Linked DNA regions of Sus scrofa: region 2 is linked to region 1. A link is a contact called in public Hi-C data. All regions are on one chromosome and are shown on one strand. Each heading gives the region's core, a stretch centred on a gene start, on an enhancer-like site or on the middle of the called end of the contact. The rest is flanking DNA. Distances are from core to core; before and after follow the strand shown. Region 1 holds the start of WBP4 (WW domain-binding protein 4). Region 2 overlaps ELF1 (ETS-related transcription factor Elf-1).

Region 1 (7,548 bases), core at 3,758-6,257:
AAAGGAGGGCATCATGCCATTTGTGGCAACATGGACGAACCTTGGGCACATTAATGCTATGTGAAATTAAGCCCAACACAGAAAGATACTGCTCGCTATCACTTCTCTGGCATCTAAAAAAGTCAAACTTGCGAAAAACAGAGCAAAATGGTACTTAACGGGGGTTAAGGGATAGAAGGATAAGACTGATGTGTTTAAAGGTACAAACTTGTAATGAGTAGGAGATAAGCCAGAAATCTAATGCATAGTGTAATAACTGTAGACAATGATATGGTACTATAATTATGTGGTATAAATATTACATTACAAGGGCAATCATATTTCAATAAATGTACCAAAGTAACACAATGTACACTTGAAAATTACACAGTGTTACATGTCCAATATATTCAATAAAAAATTAAAAAGTAAAAAAAAAGTCTACCCTCTACTAGTATACGTCAGTTAAATTTGTCCATAAAAGGCTAATTCACTCTATAAATACACATGATGCATAGTTTTGACCACCTGACCACTTTGACATTTTTAAATGAATAGATTCATTTATGAAAATAAATTAGAATACCTAAAAAACTCAAGTGTCTCTGCAATGAACCACTGACCTAAGAGAGATGGAGGACGAGGCAATCACCAGGGTAGTACTTCTGTTATGAATGGAGGTATTGAAACATGAAGATTTAAAAGCAAAATAAAAGTGCAGGCGCAGGAGTTCCCAATATGGCTCTGAGGGTTACAAACCTGACTAGTATGCATGAGGATGAAGGTTCGATCCCTGGCTTCACTCAGTGGGTTAAGGATCTGGGGTTGCCATGAGCTGTGGTGTAGGTCACAGATGCGGCGTCGGATCCCGCGTTGCTGTGGCTGTGGTGTATGCTGGCAGCTGCAGCTCTGATGAGACCCCTAGCCTGGGAACTCTCATATGCCACACCTGAGGCACTAAAAAAAAAAAAAAAAAGTGCACGAGCAAAGTTCCACAGTCTAAATAGGGCTGTGATGCACACGAAAAGCCCTGAGAGTATACCCGAGTGTATAACTTCTTTATGGGAACAATAACAGGTGACTTAGCATGACCTCTGATGTTACTTTTAAAACATGCTGGCTGCTTTTTTACCTGACTCTAAGCCAAGCCTTTTCAAATCCTCTTGGTATGCTTTCAGGGCAGCGGCCTCCATTGCAGCAAACTCCTTTGATGCCTTTTCTTCTTCCTTTGCCTTATCCAGGCTTTTCTGTTTAATCTGTTAAGATATATAAAAGTGAAAGCTAGATAGAGGGGTTATATTCGCAGAGAAAAACTGGCGAAGAAAGAAAGAAACTAGATTACCTCGCTGATTCTTTTTGCCACATTTTCCTTATGATTCTTTCCTCTTTCGTGAAATTCGACACTCTTGAAAATGAAAAAAGAGAGAAATTTCAAAGGAAAACTACACATTATAATGTTTACAGCAAAGCAACAGTAAATGTAGAAATGGAACATAACAAAATGCAAACTACGACAACTGGCAGAAAAGATGAAAATAATTTTAATGCACATTGGCCCCTTTCATCAAATGATACTAGGGAGCAGAACCATATTATTCATTATTATGCCTTCTGACAAGGTTTCCTTTGGTGCTTAAAATAAACCATGACAGGAGTTCCTGTCCTGGCTCAGTGGTTAAGGAATCCGACTAGGAACCATGAGGTTGTGGGTTCGATCCCTGGCCTCGCTCAGTGGGTTAAGGATCCAGTGTTGCTGTGAGCTGTGGTATAGGTCGCAGACGTGGCTAAGATGTGGCATCACTGTGGCTCTGGCGTAGGCCAGCAACTACAGCTCCAATTTGACCCCTCGCCTGGGAACTTTCATATGCCATGGACGGCCCTAAAAAGACAAAAGAAAAAAAAAAGTTAAAGATAAGGCCCCCTATTCTTTTTTGCATCCATCTCTACCAAGTAATAGGATATAAATATATAAAACATTTAGAAGTTCCTATTGTGTGGCTCAGTGGGTTAAGCACCCAATGACTCTGTGAGGATGGCAGTTCCAGCCCTGGCCTGGCTCAGTGGGTTAAGGATCTAGCATTGCCACAAACTAAGGTATAGTTCACAGATGCAGCTCCAATTCAACCTCTGGTTGGGGAACTTCCATATGCTAATGTGCCATAATAAGAAAAAAAAAGAATACATATAACATTTAAAACATCCCTGGTGGCCTAGTGAATTAAAGATCCAGGTCACTGCTATGGCTAGGGTTACAGCGGAGGCGCCAGTTCAATCCCTGGCCTGGGAACTTCAGCATGCCCTAGGCATGGCCAAAATACTCTATCATTTATGAGCTACGTATATAGTACAATGACAAGCATGAGATGGACAGAAGAAATCAATGGTACTTTTTATGTCTTTTTTCTTTTTTTGGCTTTTTAGGGCCACATGTGCAGTATACAGAGGTTCCCAGGCTAGGGGTCAAATCGGAGCTGCAGCTGCCAACCTATGCCACAGCCACAGCAACGTAGGATCCAAGCCTTGTCTGTGATCTACACCACAGCTCACAGGCAAGGTTGGATCCTTTAATTCACTGAGCAAGGCCACAGATTGAACCTGAATCCTCATGGATATTAGTTGGGTTCATTACTGCTGAGCCACAATGGGAACTCCTCGTTTTATGTCTTAAAAATTGAATGAGAGATACAGTAGATATTAAGAGATACAGTAATAATTGCTTAAAGGTTGCTATTTTCATATTCCATGACAAAGTTATTGATGTTCTTTCAAAATAAGCATCCATTTATATTTGTTCTGTATCAAATACATTTAGCTATCTCTAGAGCAAGAAAAATACAAGACTAGCTAAGATAATGTTTCTTTTTACTCATTAAGGACTCTCTGCTTTTATTTTTCTTTGTATACGACAATATTACAAACAGCACCATTATAAATGTAGGTGTTGCATACACATGAATGCGATTACCCACTCATTGTCCAGTTCCTGAATGTGACTGAAGGGCCACAGAGAAATAATTTGGCTTAGTATATAATCAAATTTGGGCTGATGAAAAAGAAGGCTCACAGCTTCCCTACTAAGAATGAAAAGACAATAGAAATTGCTCATGTTTTGAAAAGTCAAGAGCAATGTATATGAAAGTGTTTTGTAAGCTCTGAGTTTAAGTCAGAAAGAAAGACTTTATTATTATTAGAATCTCTAATAATAGAGGAATAGAGGAATTATCATACAGGCCTATTGTCTGCTATCCAGCACTTGCAGTAATCACAGAATTTCTTTGGTTGTGACTTCCAGTAGTCTGCCCTGGAAAAGAGAAAAATAAGTTTAAGTTCATTTAGAATTTAAAAAGATTTTTACATGACTTACATCTTAAAGAGGCCGAAATATAAGGCACTGCTACTGAATCTTGTCTTGTTACACACAGCACCCTGCTTCATTATTTAGCTGATTGAAAGCAATCAACTATAATTCTATTGCCAGTGGAGTAGAAAAAGTCTGCATCGGCTTTAAAAGTCTCCTAAACGAAACAGCTTAAACAAAATTTCTCATTTTTTACTGTCATCCGCGTGAAGAAATAAAGATCATCTTGGAGAAGATTACTTATCCCTTCGACTCCTTTCTGGAATTTTTGGAGGTTACGGCAATGGAGGCATGAAGAAACTCGTAAAGTTTGCTTTAAATCACGTTATTTCCACCCAAAGAACAAAGCAGAAGACGCCTCCAATGCGTGACTGTGATCCCTCTAAGACCATCAGTTAATACAATTTGAGCCTCAGGGGAAGAAAAAGAGAGTTGGAAAAGCCAAAGGATCTCTCAGCCGGTAAAACCAAAAACTAAAAAAAGTTAGAAGCTCACCAGGGCTGCCCGCTTCTAGTGATGGGAGGAGGCAGCGGTGGCCGCGGTCCAGCCCTATACTTTCACAATACCCCGGGGTTCCAGCTCGAGAGAAACGAAAAGGATGCTCGCGGCTTCCGACCCGCTAGGTGGAGGGAGCGCTCCGTAGCATCCCGGCGGCCGTCCAACCTCCAGAGGCCGCCAGCCTCCCTCCAGGGGTCCGTACTCCAGGCCCCCAGGGCGCTCCGCGGGGTAGCATCCCTACGCCGCACGGAGAACCGGCCCCGCCAGTCGGCCGCCGGTCCCGAGCGAGTTAAGAGAGCGTCCGTCACGCCCCCGGCCGCGGGCGGGGGGAGAGGGGGTGGTGGCGGAGGAAGAGACCCGGCGGGGAAAGGGCCTCCCGGAGAAACAAGACCTCCTTGTTTAGAGCCTGAGACCTGACTCACATGACTGGACCAGCCGCTCCGCGGGTCGCCCCCGGGTCCGATTAAGGCTCGCGTGCCCCACACAGGGAGAGTCCGAGCCCGGATCACCGCGAGGCCCACCGGAGCCTCCGAGCCCCGGACGCCTCCCTCCTTCCTCCGGACCAGTGCTCCCCGGTTCCCAACTACGGGTGCCCAGACGACTCAATCCGCGTTTGAAATCTCCTCCCCTTCCCCTCCTCCTCCAGGGGCGGTACTCCCGGCTCCGGAGAGGTGGGGTCGCTATAAAGGGGTTGAGGTCACCGAGAAGGGGCGAAAGCGCGACGGGACCTGAGCTGAAGGCCGGGAAGCTCGAGCCTCACGTCCCCGCGTCATCTCTCCTTTTTTTCTCTCTCTCTCCCCCTGGGATCCAGAACCTCCACCCTTCTTCTAGGCTCGCTGGCCCGTGGCCCAGGAGCTCGCGCGCCGCCTCCGCCCCGAACGCAAACAGCTGTTCCCAGAGACGTCGCCGCCCTCAACTTTGCCAACTAGTCCGCACGCACTTTGACCAGCGGAGCAGCCCGGACCTGTAGGCTGGGGGCTGTTGGCGGAGTTCAAAAAAGAGAGGTGAAACAGTTGGTTTCAGGACCGCGACTCGTGGAGCTTGGCCTCAAAACTTTCCCGAGGCGGCGGAGCGACCCCGCCCCGCCCCCGGGACGCCCGCGCGCTCGGGACGGGCGCGTTCCCTGGCTCGCGAGCGCGTGGGCAGCAAGCAACAGCGGCGGCGGCGGCGGCTCGGATGGTGGCGGGAGGTAGAGACGGAACAGAGGCAGCGTTTGCGCTTGTCAGGTGAGTCACCGCCGTGCTCTCAGCAGCACTTCCCATATGGTCTAGCGGTTAGGATTCCTGGTTTTCACCCAGGCGGCCCGGGTTCGACTCCCGGTATGGGAACGTTGCAACCACTTTTAGAAATGGGCCCTGGGGGTAACTTTTATTTTATTTCCAATGGCTCTGGCTCTTTTTCTCCCTTCTTTTGGTGGGTGATACGGTGGAAAACTCGCTTTAGTGTACTTGTTAGAGACGCCGTGATCTGGGCTGCGGCTTTGGGAGCCACGAGTGCTGCGCCGGCCGGGCTGGCGGAGCGACCACGCTCAGGGTCCCGGTGCTCCCGCTGGAGCCTGGCGGGGCTGAGCCGCGAGGAAGGAGTTTCACTTTCCCCGGGCCGCCCTCCAGCTCCTCCAGTCCCCGGGCCGTCCCTTTCCAAACGCTCGGGAGGTGATGATTAACTCCGGCCTCGCCTTATCTGCCCCCAGCGCCCCACCTCGGGCCCACACCCTCCTCCTCGGCCGCCCCCTTCTGACGGTCCCAAGCGACGCGGGGAGTGTTTGTCCCCAGCCTTCGGCCTCCGGGAGCCCTCGCCTGGCTCGCAAGTCCTCCTTATCTTGGCCGGGTGTTTACTAGAAACACCCCCGCCCCAAGGCAGCCCCCGGGCAGGGCTGGGGGGAGCCGAGGGCGGGCGGGGGATCTCCGATGCCCGCGGGCACCAATTTCGCCACCGCGCCGCTGCCCGCGGCCGCCCCATCGGCCGCGTGTCCACCCGGGGCTCCCGCGGCGCCGGAGCCCCGCCCCGAGGCCGGCCTGCGAGGTCCTCCCAACTGGACGTCGGGTCGCTGGCCGTGGTTCACAAAACTACCCCAGACTCCAGAGCCACAGACTTGAGTGCCTTGGCTTCGGAAGGCCTCTGGGGCAGGGCATCTGTCCCATTCTCCGCCCCCATCCCCCCAATCCCAACACACACACACACACACACACACACACACACACACACACAGTGGAAAAGAGAAATACCACTAGGATGAGTTGTCTTTAAAGAAACTTGTCTTTGCACAAAGGTCTAACGTTTTGAGTGCCGCCGATAGAGAATCCTGGGGTTGGAGGTGGGGCTTGGAAGAGAAAATTGGCTGGAGACGGGAGGGGATGTTACAACAAAGTTTCACTGTATTTTTAAATATAGAAGCCCTGTGTTTATTACAAAGAAGGGGCAGCTGTGTCAGCAGCATGTGAGCTGTACATGAGACAAAAGCGTTATCTTAAATGCGGGCTGACATTAGAAAAATGGGGTGAGCCCTAATGTTTAGTCTCTTGGGTCTCTGGGAGCAAATGAAGAAGGAAAAAGTGCGGCTTGTGGATGGGTTTCTGGTCAGGGCTGTTTTGAAGAGCACAAGGTTTCAATGTGCTTTCCCAAAGTTTTAACTGCACCGTGAGTTTTGAAATAATCTGTGAATGTGATCTGCATGATGAAGGATTAATTACTTATCCTTCATCATTCGAAGTAAACTTTCTGATGAAAACTGTTTTAGATCATCGTCATGAATTCAAATATTTGAACCTCCAGTCTGCACCGAGCACCATCAGAGACTTTTGAAAGTCATCCGATGTTCACGTTCTTCATGTTAGGAAGTTGTGGGTAGAATAATGAATCGGCATTATATTTTGGACCCTGCAATGATTAGCTTTATGACCTTGTGTAGATCTTTCACTTTCTCTGTGCTCTGGGTTTGGAGCCATAATTTCTTTCTTTCTTTCTTTCTTTCTTTCTTTCTTTCTTTCTTTCTTTCTTTCTTTCTTTCTTTCTTTTTTAGAGCTGTACATTCTTGATAATACATATCACTCTCAAACTTAAGAGTTGCAAGAATTGGTGAGCAATTTTTGTAGTAGTAATAAAAGTGGAAACGTTGCATGTAGCTAGAGGGGGATGGTGTCCTTGTTCAGAAACCCTTCACTGAAGCCTTAGGCCCAGATTTGGAAGGAAGAAAAGACCCCTCTGCTTAGGCTCCAGAGGGAGCTTCAATCTTGACCTTGCATCTTGTAATGGCTTGATACGGTACTGTACCAAATTGCTCTGAAATGGATATGATTTTCAACTGAGCACTTAGTATAATTGCAAAGAGCTTTACTGAACCCAAAGTCCTCATGGATGCTAGTCGGGTTGGTTACCACTGAGCCTCGATGGGAACTCCCAACATTATCTTTTTATTTATTTATTTATTTTTGGCTTTTTGTCATTTCTAGGGCCACCCTCGTGGCATATGGAGGTTCCCGGGCTAGGGGGTCTAAGCGGAGCTGTAGCCACCGGCCTACACCACAGCCACAGCAACGAGAGATCCGACCCGCATCTGCAACCTACACCACAGCTCATGGCAACGCTGGACCCTTAACCCACTGAGCAAGGCCAGGGATCGAACCCGCAACCTTATGATTCCCAGTCGGATTGGTTAACCACTGCACCATGACAGGAATTCCCCAATGTTATCTTTTTAGAGGGGCTTTTCTGTC
Region 2 (7,548 bases), core at 2,258-4,757, 59 kb after region 1:
AACTTGCCACTTTTTCTTTCCAAATCAAGCCTAAATTCCACTGCCTGGCTTTCAGGACTCTCCATAATTTGGTTTTGCGTTGCTTTAAAAAGCACATTTTCTACCATTTCCCATTGCCACTTCTTCGCTGTTATCTAGTTGTTAAAATGTCTCCAAATGTACTTGGGTCAGGTTTTTTTTTTTTAATTTTTTAAAATTTTTTTTAAATTTTAAGGCCACACCCGTGGCATATGGAGGTTCCCAGGCTAGGGGTAGAATCAAAGCTGTAGCTACCAGCCTGCACCACGGCCACGGCCACGTGGGATCTGAACCATGTCTGTGACCTACACCACAGCTCACGGAAATGCCAGATCCTTAACCCACTGAGCAAGACCAGGGATCGAACCCACAACTTCGTGGTTCCTAGTCAGATTTGTTTCCACTATGCCATGATGGGAACTCCTGCTTGGGTCAATTTTGATCCTTTTCATTCTTTCGTGTCTCAGCCTTCACACACACACACACACACACACACACGGGGAAACACATGATTGAACACAGGTACATATATACCCTCTACTTTATTATCTTTCCCCTCCCCCATCGTCTCTCTACATCCTACCTCACTTTTTTTTTTTTTTTTTTTTTTTTTTTTTTTGTCTTTTTGCCTTTTTGCCTTTTCTAGGGCCGCCTCCCGTGGCATATGGAGGTTCCCAGGCTAGGGTTCCAATCGGAGCTGTAGCCACTGGCCTAGGCCACGGCCACAGCCACAAGGGATCTGAGATGCGTTTGCAACCTACACCACAGCTCACGACCACGCCGGATCCTTAACCCACTGAGCGAGGCCAGGGATCGAACCCACAACCTCATGGTTCCTAGTCGGCTTCATTAACCACTAAGCCACGACGGGAACTCTGTACCTCCCTTTTTCTTTAAAGCCCACAGCACGCCAACATTCTTGGACAGTTTCCCGTCCAACCATCCCAGTATCACCCAGGCCCAACCCTGCTTAGCTTCCAAGATCAGGTGAGATTGCGTGTTCAGGGTGGTGAGGCGGTAGACCCAACTCATTTGAAGGTCAAGTTGAGGCCCTTCATTGTCTTGACCCATTTGACCATCCCCTCTCCTGAAATGCTGCCCTATTGGCCAGTTTTCCTGGTGTTTCATGAAATACTTTTGGTGTTCAATTGTTGTCTCTCTTGATCTTGTTTCCCAAACTGGATCATGAGCATCCTGGGAACAAGGCCATGCGTTATCTCCTTGTACTTCCCACAGTGCTGAGCTTAGGGGGACCGTCAGTAACTCTTCATCCATATATTTTCCACCAAGTCTCCGTCGAAGCATAGTTTCTTCTGCACATGGATGTGCTAGGATCCTGGGATTAGCTCTGCAAGGACATCAGATGAGCATAAGAAAACTGTTTCCTATGGGAGAAAACCTCATACAAGGGTCGTCGGTGTACTTTCATTAACGGTAACGAAAATGGATTCAAAGGATTTAAAAATTGAGAATTTATCAAAGATGGAGGGCCTAAAACTGGAACTGTTCTGTATGATCAATCTTTATAGTACTGAGCATGGTACTTAAAGTGTGCTTCAGTCTAAAATTTGTACAGTAGGAAAATACAAACTTTTATGTGTAATTTATCCTAAGCTCATGCCCTTCCTTCTACCTTCTCATCTCTCATCTTGCGCTTTTACTGCCTCTAGTATTTTGGGTGTCATTGAGTTTAGCTTCTTACGTGAGCTCCAGTTAACGAGGGTGGTGGTGGGAAGAATCCCATCTGAAGGATCCTGGCCTGAAGCATCAGGATTGTTGGATCATATCCAAGTTTATTCAACATAGATTTCTATTATTTAAAGAAGAAAATGGGGTATGCTATGAAATTAGGGGTCTTCTACATGCAGGGAGCAGGAGGTTTTGTGCACGAGGGTCTGGGTCCATCAGATTTGTTGATGGCCTGAGGAACAGTGACAGTGTTTGGCTTCTCCAGAGTTTATGTTCTTTTTTTTATTTAAAGGTGTCCACTATATTTTTATTTTTAATTTTCTTATTTTTTAAATTTTATTTTAATTTTTTTCCCACTGTACAGCATGGGGACCAAGTTACACATACATGTTTACAGAATTTTTCTTCCCATTGTCGTGTTGCGATGTAAGTATCTAGACATAGTTAGTTCTCAGTGTAGAGTTTATATTATTATTATTATTATTTTTGTCTTTTTCTAGGGCTGCACCCATGGCATATGGAGGTTCCCAGGCTAAGGGTCGAATCGGAGGTGTAGCCCCTGGCCTGCAACAGAGCCACAGCAACGCGGGATCCAAGCTGCATCTGCCACCTACACCACAGCCCACAGCAACACCAGATCCTTAACCCACTGAGCAAGGCCAGGGATCAAACCCACAACCTCATGGTTCCCAGTCGGATTCGTTAGCCACTGCGCCACGGCGGGAACTCCTAGAGTTTATATTCTCAAGTCTGGTTCTGCTGTGACCTGGAAGGGGCCCCTAAAATGCCACAGGTACAAAAGGTCATGATCACCCAGGAAGGTGTGAGGAGGTCTGGGTTGAGCCTCTCAGGGAGGACAGAGGAAGCCTGGGAAGGAGTTGGGAGAAGTTGAGGCAGAGCTGACTTCGGTTTCTTTAATAAAACGGGGTAGGGTAGGAAGCCATGCGGGACTATAAAATGCAAAAATGCTGGAATACCTGTTTTTGAGATTGGAGTGAAGAGTCGTAAAATTGTGACAGAGGTGTTCTTTTAAGCTTGGTCGGTGGCCTGTACCTCTTCAGTCTTCCAGCCCAGACGTTCAGATGACTGGCTGCATTTTTCCTACATCTTTTTGGGGCATGAAGCTCTGTTCATGCATTTGAAGTTTTTCTTATGGGTAGTGGAAGCCACTGATTAGCTTTAAGTAGAGAAGCAAGTTGCCCATCTTTTCATTTGGGGGGGTATCTGCTGTATTCTCAGGGTAGGGCAGTCTAGAGCATACCTTTTCTCCGAAGATGAAAATATTAAATAAGGGAATAAACCAGCCACAGAAACAAAACAGTTTTCTTTCAAGCTGATTCTTGTTTGTTATAGAAAGAAATTTTTCAGCTGCCCAAACAGGTCTTGCTGACAAGTACATTTTAGCATGTTCGTGTTCCCTGGATAGGTGTGTTTTTGTCGGTGTTTGGGCGCTGCAGGGAGGAAAGTTCCTTCAATCAGTTTATTTGCATAATGAAAGCACCAGATTAATGACTTTTTGACAGTTATCACTTTCAGCCATTTGGAGAAAGTAAAACATTTTTTCGCCACCAAGGCGAAGAAAACGGTGTCTGATCACTGTTGGCTATTTCTCTTTGGTTTTAAATTCTCTTGTTTTGAGAACATGCTCAGAAAAAGGGTTAATCTTGAGACCACAGGTCTGAACAGGTCTAGGTATGAGATCTGGTTGGCCGTTTTGCAAGGTGCTACCAAGGCTGCCTGAGTGTAATCTGACACCAGGTAGGCCCAAGAGGCCAATGATGGGAGGTGGAGAGCAATGTGCAAGAACCGGCCTTTCAGGTCTGGGTGGTGAGTAATTGCAGCCTGCCCTCCGACTCCTGGAACTGTTCTGGGGTGTCAGCAAAAAGGTGGAGCAGAGGCACCTCAGCCTATTCCCTTGAGCGTATTGACTTTGTGGGTTTTTTGTTTGTTTCATTTTAACATGGTGAAGCTAAGGTGAGCTTATTCAGATGTCCAAGGCCTCCTGCAGCTTTGCGTGTGTCACCAGCATACAAAAACCTCAGTTTGTGTTTCATTCGGGTGGAGATAAGAGCTCTCCTTCCGAAAAAGATCTAGGTACTTCATTTCCCCTGCCTCCCCTTCAATGAAAGATGCTTTAAAGCAGGCTGGCTACTTACATGACATAGGTGGTAATATAGCTGGTACTTCTGAGAACATCTTCATTTATCCAGATAATCCACTGTGAAAAATACTCATGATCTATTCATGTAGATACAGGGGTGTAAGTAGACAATTAATGCTGGGAATTGGGGAAAAGTAGAGAATTGTTTGGTTCTTTGCCATTAACTGTCTAGGGGACCTTGGACAAGCCAGAGGGCTCTAGGCCAAAATTCTCTAACTTTTCAGTGAATGCCTTGTCCTAGGTGATTCTTAGATCTTTTTCAGCTCGAAAAGCACCTGATTCCACCCTTTTTTAGATTGAGACTCCACAGGCCCTTGGAAGATGGTATAGTATTTATCTTGATAACACTGATTTATTATTTTCACTTCTGGCTGGGAGCTCATATAAAGCATTCTGTTATACTGGAAAACATCTGAAAAGGCCCAACTATGGTCTTTTACTTAAGAATTTCAGTCATTACACTTTATGGGTTTATTGCTTGCCTCTCATTTCTAACTTGACTAGCCTCTCTGCTCTCACTGGTCTTACTCTACTGTCTTTCATTTTTGTTGTATTTCTTCTGGTGTCTTGGGTTTTCTAAATATGTTTGCTCTTCTTAGGAGGGGTATGTCTGTATGTTGAAAAGAGCTGTTTATTCGGTTCTCTCTTCATATAAAAATACTGTCCATTCAGGTACTTGATGTCTGAAGTTGCTACAAAATTCCAGTTCTTTAGATACTCCCAGCCCTAGAAATATGAATATAATGATAAATATAAATACACAATCTGAATATTTTATTAGAAAGTCATTCAAATTAAAGGTAGTCATTCATCCATTGACTAAGCTGGTGTATTTTACCTTCTTTGGGCCAGAACTGATGTCTAATCTAAAAGATTTTTGCTTTTTATTTTGTTTGATTGGTTCCTTTTTTTCAATTTTCTTGTTGAACGTAAGGCGTTGATGGCTTAGTGACTTCCAAGGGGTAGCAATGATTTTCTTAAAAATATCATTATGAATTATGGGTTTATAGGCCCTTGTATTTAAAGCCCTTTTGAAGGAAGCTTAAATTTGCATTCGGCTAGGGATTAAAGCAGCAAGTGTGAAAAGCATTAAAAACTGATTTTGACTCTCCTATGTTTATAATACATGAAATCTTTTTATAATAAGATACACAGAAATTAACCATTTGAATTGGTTGTAGTAGCCAGCGGTGCAGCTAAGGGTTTTATGTTTACAGTCAGTAAATTCATTTTGTTTGGAAGGGGGGCATAATGGAACTTGGTGTTAAGGGAAGCCTGCCAGACAGGATGTGGTCCCAACCTTGAAGCAACTGGATTTATCAAATAGGTGCCAATTTTTAGGCACTAGACTAGAATTCTCCTTTTGTTGGTAATGGGGCTCCAGTGTTCTTTATTGGAGTCCAGCAGATAGGTAAGGGTGACTCCCCGTGAGTATGGAAATGAGACGTAAGGAATCACTAGTTACCTGGCATGCACCTTTTACACATCTCTTGCACTGTATTTAGCCTATAATGAAGCTCGTGTTTATTGAATAAAACTTACGTGCCAGGCATTCTGCACATGCGTTTGCATCTCATCTTCACAGGCTGTAGATTTGGGTGTTATTCGTCATACCCATTTTACAGAATGAGGAAACCGTGGCTCATACCTATTTTGCAGGAAGAGACTGACCCTGCATAACTTGTCCAAAGTCACAGTGCAGATTCAAACCCAAGTGGTCTGACTCCAGAGCCTGCGCTCTTAACTGTTGTGCTTGCACTACGATTTTACCTTAAATCTCTAGCTTGTCCATCAGAGGTTAGGAACCTGACTGATGATGAGACATTCCTCTGGCATGTTTCCTTGAAGACTAAGAATATGGTCCTTACCCAGTTGAAAGATACGAGAGCCAGCTTGGGGAGTTGCTGTTATTTGGTAGATTCCCAACTGGGTGACCTTTCAAAACTGTGCAATTAAGTTAACTGTTTGAAGTCCTTGTGTTGAATGAACAGCTTTCTCTTTTTACGTGTTGTTTTACAAAGACTAGGGACACTCTGAAAATTATGTTTGGGAACTATTAATACAGCAGAGTTCCTGAACATCATACGTATAGCTAATGGTTGGGAAACGCAAACAAGTTTTACATTTACCTAAAGACATTATAATTTTGTTGGAGTAGAAAAAAATGCCTCTGCTTTTGCCTGAGTACTTATAATGTTTTTTTCCATTCCAGAGAAAATTTGAGGAATAAAATGATAAGTTCAGTCTTGGACATGTTTTAGACACATTGACTCTGAGGGGCCCTGATGTAGACCTACCTAAAAGATACTTCAGTGAGTGGGTTTGGACATCGGGAGCTCAACTAGAGACAAAGATTTGTGTTTTTCTAATTTGACCTGTGTATTTACGTAGAAACCCAGGTGTTTTATTTTGTTTTGTTTTTTTGATCTTTTTTGCCATTTCTTGGGCCACTCCCGCGGCATATGGAGGTTCCCGGGCTAGAGGTCGAGTGGGAGCTATAGCCACCTGCCTACACCAGAGCCACAGCAACACGGGATCTGAGCCGCATCTGTGACCTATACCACAGCTCCCAGCAATGCTGGATCCTTAACCCACTGAGCAAGGCCAGGGATTGAACCCGAAACCTCATGGTTCCTAGTCGGATTCGTTAACCACTGTGCCACGATGGGAGTTCCTAGAAACCCAAGTTCTAAACCATTGCAGCATAAAGGATTTGGGTAGATTTAGAGGCTGTGCATTCTAGTCACGGACAGAGTTTGACTTAGGAAATGAAGGTTCTAGTTGTCCTTCTATTCATGCTGTCCACCTGTTCGACCTTGGGTACAGGGGTCAGTTGGCTCATGAAAAAAATCATTGATATAATGTTCAGTCTCGTCTCTTACTGAAAAAAATTTAATGCTTGGAGCCTGTTATTTAAGTCCCTCTAATATGTATGGGTGGTGCCTCTGGATCAGGAATTAGAAAAATTCTTCCCAAGAACCTTGTTGGCTCTTGCCAAAGGCTATATAACTACTCAGAGAAGAGGAGGAGGAGTTGCTGTCGTGGCGCAGTGGTTGGCAAGTCCGCCTAGGAACCATGAGGGTTGCGGGTTCTATCCCTGGCCTTGCTCAGTGGGTTAAGGACCCGGTGTTGCCATGAGCTGTGGTGTAGGTTGCAGATGCAGCTTGGATCCCGCATTGCTGTGGCTGTGGTGTAGGCCGGTGGCTATGGCTCCAGTTGGACCCCTAGCCTGGGAACCTCCATGTGCCATGGGAGCAGCCCTAGAAAAGGCAAAAAGGAGTTCCCGTCGTGGTGCAGTGGTTAACGAATCCAACTAGAACCATGAGGTTGCAGGTTCGGTCCCTGCCCTTGCTCAGTGGGTTGACGATCCGGCGTTGCCGTGAGCTGTGGTATAGGTTGCAGACGCGGCTCGGATCCTGCGTTGCTGTGGCTCTGGCGTAGGCCGGTGGCTACAGCTCTGATTTGACCCCTAGCCTGGGAACCTCCATATGCTGTGGGAGCGGCCCAAGAAATAGCAAAAAGAAAAAAAAAAAAAAAAAAAAGAAAAGGCAAAAAAAAAAAAAAAAAAAAAGAAGAAGAAGAGGAGCCGGGGATAGATTGTAGGAAGACACAGGGTCACACGCCTAATGAAGCCAATGAAGTAGTGCAGGAACTTTGCTTTGCTTACACTTTCCCAACTT

The links. Hi-C and Micro-C count contacts between places; a contact is called where the count stands out from the background.
Region 2: a contact with region 1 is called in a Hi-C map of liver, with 4 times the contacts expected there. The contact joins the enhancer-like site here to the promoter of WBP4 in region 1. A contact is called at or near these places in 1 of 5 promoter capture datasets (liver), 9 of 47 Hi-C or Micro-C datasets (blood, fetal liver, heart right ventricle and 4 more) and 2 of 2 datasets of contacts at active chromatin or transcription factors (alveolar macrophages and skeletal muscle).

Annotation. Positions count from the first base shown.
Region 1 is chr11:25,767,548-25,775,095 of Sscrofa11.1, forward strand. WBP4 (WW domain-binding protein 4) reads right to left here and starts at 5,008. Exons shown (of 10, transcript XM_021065642.1): 1 at 4,776-5,008; 2 at 3,208-3,280; 3 at 1,322-1,384; 4 at 1,112-1,235. The coding sequence starts at 1,172. ELF1 (ETS-related transcription factor Elf-1) reads left to right here and starts at 4,543. Exons shown (of 9, transcript XM_021065635.1): 1 at 4,543-5,061. It overlaps TRNAE-UUC (a tRNA gene), which reads left to right and starts at 5,092; the gene lies at 5,092-5,163.
Region 2 is chr11:25,827,699-25,835,246 of Sscrofa11.1, forward strand. All of the region lies in intron 1 of ELF1 (ETS-related transcription factor Elf-1), which reads left to right. Among named protein-coding and RNA genes, the nearest start is that of TRNAE-UUC, 59 kb to the left of the region's middle. Within about 2 kb of position 3,508, at least 21 of the 83 cell types and tissues checked have an H3K27ac peak or open chromatin away from gene starts, as enhancers often do. A contact at or near this core is called in liver, where this site is marked.